2 separate regions of the Anser cygnoides genome follow, and region 1 is linked to region 2. A link is a contact called in public Hi-C data. All regions are on one chromosome and are shown on one strand. The core of a region is the stretch at or near the end of the contact, and the rest is flanking DNA. Distances in the headings are between cores, read along the strand shown.

Region 1 (2,900 bases), core at 179-2,678, 290 kb after region 2:
GGACAAAGACTTCTGATCTGTCCAAGTAGGGAGGCTGCATTTCTGAGCTTCATTTTAATTTCTGTTCCTGTCTGCTTTATTGTCACCCCGTGGTGTGTTACGTACTGTGCCTCACATACTACTACACAGGGTAAGGACCTATTGTACTCTCCTGCACCCCTCTCCTGCACCCTCCTCCTTCCTCCATCTGCTTTATTTAAAAAGACCCAGTTCTTCCAGCTACCCCTAAAGCCATCTGCCCCAGAGGGGACTCTGAGCACTCTGCCCCACTGCTAGACCTCCCCATGCACCGCAGTGCAAGGCGGCCTTCCTCTCTGCTCACCGAACAGCTCAACCGGAGTTTGGGTGTAGATCTGAGGGAATCCCTTTTTCTGTCCAGATGTCAAAGGGGCCCTGGCATTGAGTTACCGGCCAGCAGACCAGTATCTCTAGGAGTACTGTCCATGTTCTGGGCAGTTTCTGGCTCTGCCAGAAAGGGATTGGGGGGAGCTCATTGCTAAAGAATAGGCTCTACAAAGTTCATGGCAGCTTTGACAGCACAAAATTTAATGCATGCTAAATTGGTGGAGTTCAGTTATAAAGAAAGCCAAGGAGTTAGCACAGCTTAGACCACCTTTGTTAAGCACCCTGCAATAGCCATTAAATCTTTGTCTAGACAAGGCCACAGGTATGGGGTGTGCTGCTGGGCTCTGCTCGCTCGAAACATTAGGTTCAAAATGACTGAGCAAACCACATCCTAATGCCCTGGCGCTGCATGAAACTGGAATAACATTGGCAATATGAAAATAGTGTGTGAAAAGCTCAGACCTCCCACTGCACTATAGTAATTCCTTTCAACGTTTATTCGGCTGTCCAAAATACTCACATGAAATCTCTCCCCGGAGTCACTTTATTCTGCAGCACAGAGAGCAATTAGTTTTAATGGCATTAAATAGATCTCCTTATGATGCACGAGTTACACCACCAAAGCAAGGGTGGGGGGGAGAGCTGTCAGAGAGAGACCACCTGCCTCGCCTCTGCCGCTCTCACCCTGTCACCCACCCGCTATTTGGGCTGCTCCAGGAGCTGTTGCTGGGCTCCCCAGGGTGCTGGTGTGGGGCTGAGCACGGCGACCCCGCAAGGGGAGCTGGAAGGAAACTAGCTCACGGGCTGCAGCTGGGTCCGTGCACTAGGATGGAGACACCTATTCCCCGAGCACCTGGGGCCTGTAAATCACACGCACGGCTCATTTCTGCACAGCGCGGTGTCTGTCCTGGTCGGGAGGCACAGGGCAAAGGAAAGCCAGGGGAGGACAGGCCCGGAGCCCTCGGGGCTGATCACAGCGCACCTTGCATGCGGAGTTTGTGTTGTGTTGGCTGCCGGTCAAACCTCAACCCTGCCGTTTTCTGGCTTCCCCAGGTTAAAGCGAGCTGAACCAAGCCAAAAGCCCCGGCGGTGGCTGTGGTGTACCGGTGAGTGCCTCTCCTAAAGGGACGTTCAGTGTGAGGGACTGCTGCGTCCTGCAGGCAGAACCACCCCAGCTGTGGGACTTGGTGGGCGCACGGCTGGGTTGGAACCCCCTGTGGTGGCTGCAGGGCTGGGATGAAGCACGGGGACGGGACGAGCCCCCGGTGCTGAGGGAAGGACGGGCTCGCAGCGAAGGAGCCGAGGCCGCCCAGCCGCCGGGCGCGGAGACGGCTCCGCCCGCAACCAAAATGGCGGCCGCGCCCTCGCTGAAGATGGCGGCCGCTCCTCCTCCTCCCGCTGCCCGCCCCCGTGCTGCCGGAAGCGGGCTCGGCGGCGGCGCCGTGAGGGCGGCAGCGGGCGGCGGGGCGCGGCGGCACCTCCCGGCCCGGCCGCTGCCTGCAGGTGCGGGGGGACGGGGGGGGCCCGGGGCTCGGAGCCCGGGGCGGGCTGGGATGGAGGCGGCGCGGGGGTCCCGCGGGAGCTGTGGAGGGGGCGCGGGGTGCGGTGGGGGTGAGCTGGGGAGGCCGGGCTGCCCCGCAGGGCTCGGTTGCGGGGGGCGATGCTCGCCCCGAGCCCGTGGTGGTTGGGGCGGGGGCAGCCGGGCTGCGAGCAAAGCCTGCCGTGGTAGCGCTTCCGAGCCCGAGTTTGGGAGCGGGTGTGTGAGTGCGGGGTGAAGGCGAGGCACGGGGTCACCCCCTGCTTTGGGCTGTCCTGCACGAACCCGAGCGGTAACGGGGGCAGAGGTGGCACAGAGCTGTGTGAACGCGCCGTGCCCAGCAGCGGCAGGTCTCGCACCGCACAGGTGAGCGGCACTAGGCCTCGGGCAGCCACAGCAAAGCTCTGCCTGGAGAGGAGGCCTCTGAGCTGAGAGCACATCCCACCGACTTCAGGGCACTGTGAACCCTTCCCGTGCCGGGGAGCTACAGGACGGTCCTTTTAGACACATCTGTAAATGCCGTGCCGTGTTTCCTTTTCACCTGCTGGCTCGGAGGCTGCAGTTCAGAGTTGTGTTGTGGCTTTCCCAAAGGTTACGCGAAAGGAACAGCAGTGACAAGGGGCACGTCCATCCCTGACGCTAGCGGGGGCAGAACGATAGGGAGCTGTGTGTTCTGTAGATAACTCAGTGTTAGATTTTAGGTGGCTCAGAACACACAAGCTCAATTTACAAATAAAAGTCAGGCTGTAGCAGCCATTGTACGCCCACCTGGTACAATCTGGAGGGTTAAGTTGTGTTCCATCAGTTAAAGCTGTAATACTTTCTGGTTCCCGTATGTAACGCGTTCACACGGCTCGTTCCTCCCAGCGAGAAGCACGCCTGAAGCTGCAGCTGCCTGCTTGTTACAGGACATTAGCTGTCAGACAAAGATGGTTAAATGATGTGTGAGCAGGGACTTGTGTAAAATCAGTCTCCCGCCTAGAGAGCACTCTCTTGTCACTGTGGGAGGAAGTAACAC
Region 2 (3,074 bases), core at 105-2,604:
ATACAACTCCCAGCACCATGCTCTCACGCAGGCTCCCCTTCCCCATAAAAAGGGCCCAAGCTAGAAACTGGCTAGGCCACTTTTAGCCCCCAAATTTTCAAGCCCCGCATCCCTGGGTGATGGCTCCCATTATGCCAGGCTGGCTGCCTGAATTTTAGCCATGTCATCTACCTATGCTCACACCACATTTCAAGCGCTATCAATAAAACCACCCTGGTCACGTTCACCCCATTCCTACAAATCTTGTCCCTAGGAGCAGAAACAACAGTACCTTTTCAAAAGGTGCTTCACTCAGTTTTAAGTGAAATAATCCAGGAATCCTTTTACTGCGTGTCTCCAGAACTGCGGATAAATATTTCAGAGTCAGAAAATCCAAGTGTGGCGCACTGCACGTGCCTCCAGCATCCCATAGGAAAACCTCTCCTTCCCCACGGGTTTGCAGAGGAAGAATTAGTGCCACAGAGTGAGTGCAAAAGCTTGAAGGGGATGGTTTCCTGAGGAATCTCCCTGGAAAGATGTGGAGCCTTTTGAAAAGGGGGGGTGGGGGAATAGGTGTGTGTGTGGGGGGGAAATAGGCGGGTAAGGGAAATAGGTGGGTAAGAGGGAGGGAAATAGGGGAGGATGGGGAATAGGTGGGGAAGAGAAATAGGTGAGGAAGAGGGGAGAAATAGGTGGGGAAATAGGTGAGGAAGAAGGGAGAAATAGGGGAGCAAGAGAAATATGAGGGTAAAGGGAGGGGGGAATAAGTAGATAAGGGGAAGAGGTGGGTAAGGGAGAGGGAGCTAAATAGGTGGGGAAGGGAGCGAACTAGGCGTGGAAGCAGCCCGCAGCCCCCTCCCGCCGCCCCGGGGCTGTGCCCGGCGCTGTGCCCGCTGCGGGGCGCGGCCGGCCCCGGGCGATGCGAGGCGCTGCGGCGCGGCCCGGCACCAGGGCCCGGCCGGCGTGGGCCCAACGCCGCCTCCCCGCGCCCGGCGGGGCGAGCAGCGGCCCGGGGGCCCCTCCCCGTTCCCGGCCCCCCCGTTCCGTTCCGCTCCGTTCCGTTCCGTTCCGCCCCGCGCCGCCCCCGCCCGCGGCCATGAGGCGCAGGCCGCCCGCCCGCTCCCCCCGGCGCCGCTCAGCCTGCCTCAAGGCCGCCCGAGGAGCGCTGAGGGGAGAGCGCGGCCTCCTCCAGCTCACCTGGCGGGGCCGAGGAACCCGCTCCGGGTTTTTCCTTTATTTTCTTCTTTTCTTTTTCCCCTCCCCTCGCCCCCCGCGGGCTCACCGCGCTCCGGCGAAGGCCGCCGGCCGCTCCCGGCGCCGCGCCTCAGCCGCTTCCACACAGGGGCCAAGATGGCGGGCGGCCAAGCCGGCGCCAACGGCGTCTGACGTCACCGCGCCGCGCGCGCGCGCGACCGGCCGGCGGAGCGAGCGCGCACCCGCCCGACGGGGCCCCGCCCGCCTGCCCGCCCACGTGACCGCCGCCCTGCCGCAGTCGGGGGGGGGGGGCGGTGAATTGGGGTGGATTTGGAGGAGGTTTGGGATTTTCGCCGCCATGTTCTGGCGGGAGGCACCCGGGGAAGCCCGCCACCGGCCTTTGCTCTCTGCCTTCCCCCTGTTCCCGGGGTGCAAAGCCCTAAGTCCGTCCCCCTGCCCCTCATAGCCAACCCGTTACCCAAAACATCAAAATCTCACATTAAAACGTTGTTAAAAGCCCACTGAGGTTTATTTCTGCCTCCTGCCTCTCGTAAATTCCCAGCAAAACAACCACTTGCCCACCCTTGCCCACCCCACAAGCCACCCATCACCCCAGAAGAAGCACTGGCCCCATGCCCACCAGCCCTTCAGGCTCTCCCCACAGCCCTCTGGAGGCTCAGGGCTGGTGGCAGAAGTACGTGGTCCCCCCAACACCACCCCCCACGGCCCCCTCAATCCCTTCTAGAAAAGGGGAAGCCCCCTGGGGACCCACCCCAGCCGGGGAGATTTGGAGAGGAGGAACCCCGCCAGCAGCATGGCGGGCAGGGCGAGGAAGCCCAGCCAGCGCCAGGAGCAGGGGGAGGCTCCGTCCTCCACCACCCGAGTTCTCAAGGGCTTCAAGGCCCGCTGCCACTGCGTCAGGATGGCGGCCCTGGCCCCGCTCCACCGTCCCCGTCCCACCAGGCGGTACTGGTAGGGCGTGCAGGGGCCGAAGAAGACGGCCATGGCCAGCCGGGGGTCGGTCAGGAGCAGCCACAGCATGCTGGGCTTCACGCCAGCACAAGAAGCGATGTCGGAGGTGTAGTTAATGAAACTCATCTTCAAGTGCTCCGGCTCGGGTGGATTCCTTCCATGGGACATAGAATCAGTAACGGAAATCAGATAGTCTGTTCCCACCTCGGTTCACAGCCCTGGGCTCAGAAAAGCCACGACATTACAGGGGACACATGTTGGCCAAGATCTCTGAGCCTGTCCTTGCTGCAGGGTGACACAGAGACCTAAAGGCACACATGGAGCCTTCATGTGGAGGTCACCAGCAGCCACCCTGGCACGGAGAAGAGGCAGAAACTTGCTTGATCTCTGTAACCTGCTTGTCACCACCAAAATGCAACCTGTGGACTGGGCTGAGCTAGGAAACTGGTCCCTCACTGTGCTCCAGTGGGGTTTTGGGAGGGAGCTGGGCCCTCAGCCTCACGCTCCCTGCAGCCTGGAGTAGGGAGGGAGAAGCCACGAGATGGCACCCTCTGTCTGGAGGAAAACAAATCTCCACACAGATTCAGGGAACAAGGGTAGGACATGGAGGCCTGGCAGAAGGGATCTGGGGGCCATGGGTGCAGCACTGCTGCAGCCCCCCAGAGCTGAAGTGGGGCCTGGGGAGGCTGTAGGGCAGTTGTTTCATCCCAGAGCTCAGCTTGGAGAAGTCACAGATCAGCAGAAAGGGTCTAGTGTGGGAAAGGATCAACTTTGCCCAGCTTGACATGTATTCAAAAGCAAAGGCCTATCACAGCATACCCCAAGGTGTAGCAGTGTCACGCACCTTTTGACCGGCGGCTGCTTTTTCAAAACGTCAGCCATCATCCTGCTGGAAGGAGGGAGCTTGTACGCACCTGAGAAGAGCAAAG

Evidence for each region. Hi-C and Micro-C count contacts between places; a contact is called where the count stands out from the background.
Region 1: a Hi-C map of liver shows a contact between it and region 2, with 7 times the contacts expected there. The contact joins the promoter of SCYL3 here to the promoter of PRRC2C in region 2. A contact is called at or near these places in 2 of 7 Hi-C or Micro-C datasets (both in liver).

The regions. Positions count from the first base shown.
Region 1 is chr8:11,089,841-11,092,740 of Taihu_goose_T2T_genome, forward strand. SCYL3 (SCY1 like pseudokinase 3) reads left to right here and starts at 1,429. Exons shown (of 14, transcript XM_048080196.1): 1 at 1,429-1,451.
Region 2 is chr8:10,801,931-10,805,004 of Taihu_goose_T2T_genome, forward strand. It overlaps PRRC2C (proline rich coiled-coil 2C), which reads right to left and starts at 1,355. Exons shown (of 36, transcript XM_067001508.1): 1 at 1,177-1,355; 2 at 272-342. It overlaps FMO4 (flavin containing dimethylaniline monoxygenase 4), which reads right to left. Exons shown (of 9, transcript XM_013190065.3): 8 at 2,990-3,059; 9 at 1,761-2,299. The coding sequence ends at 1,915.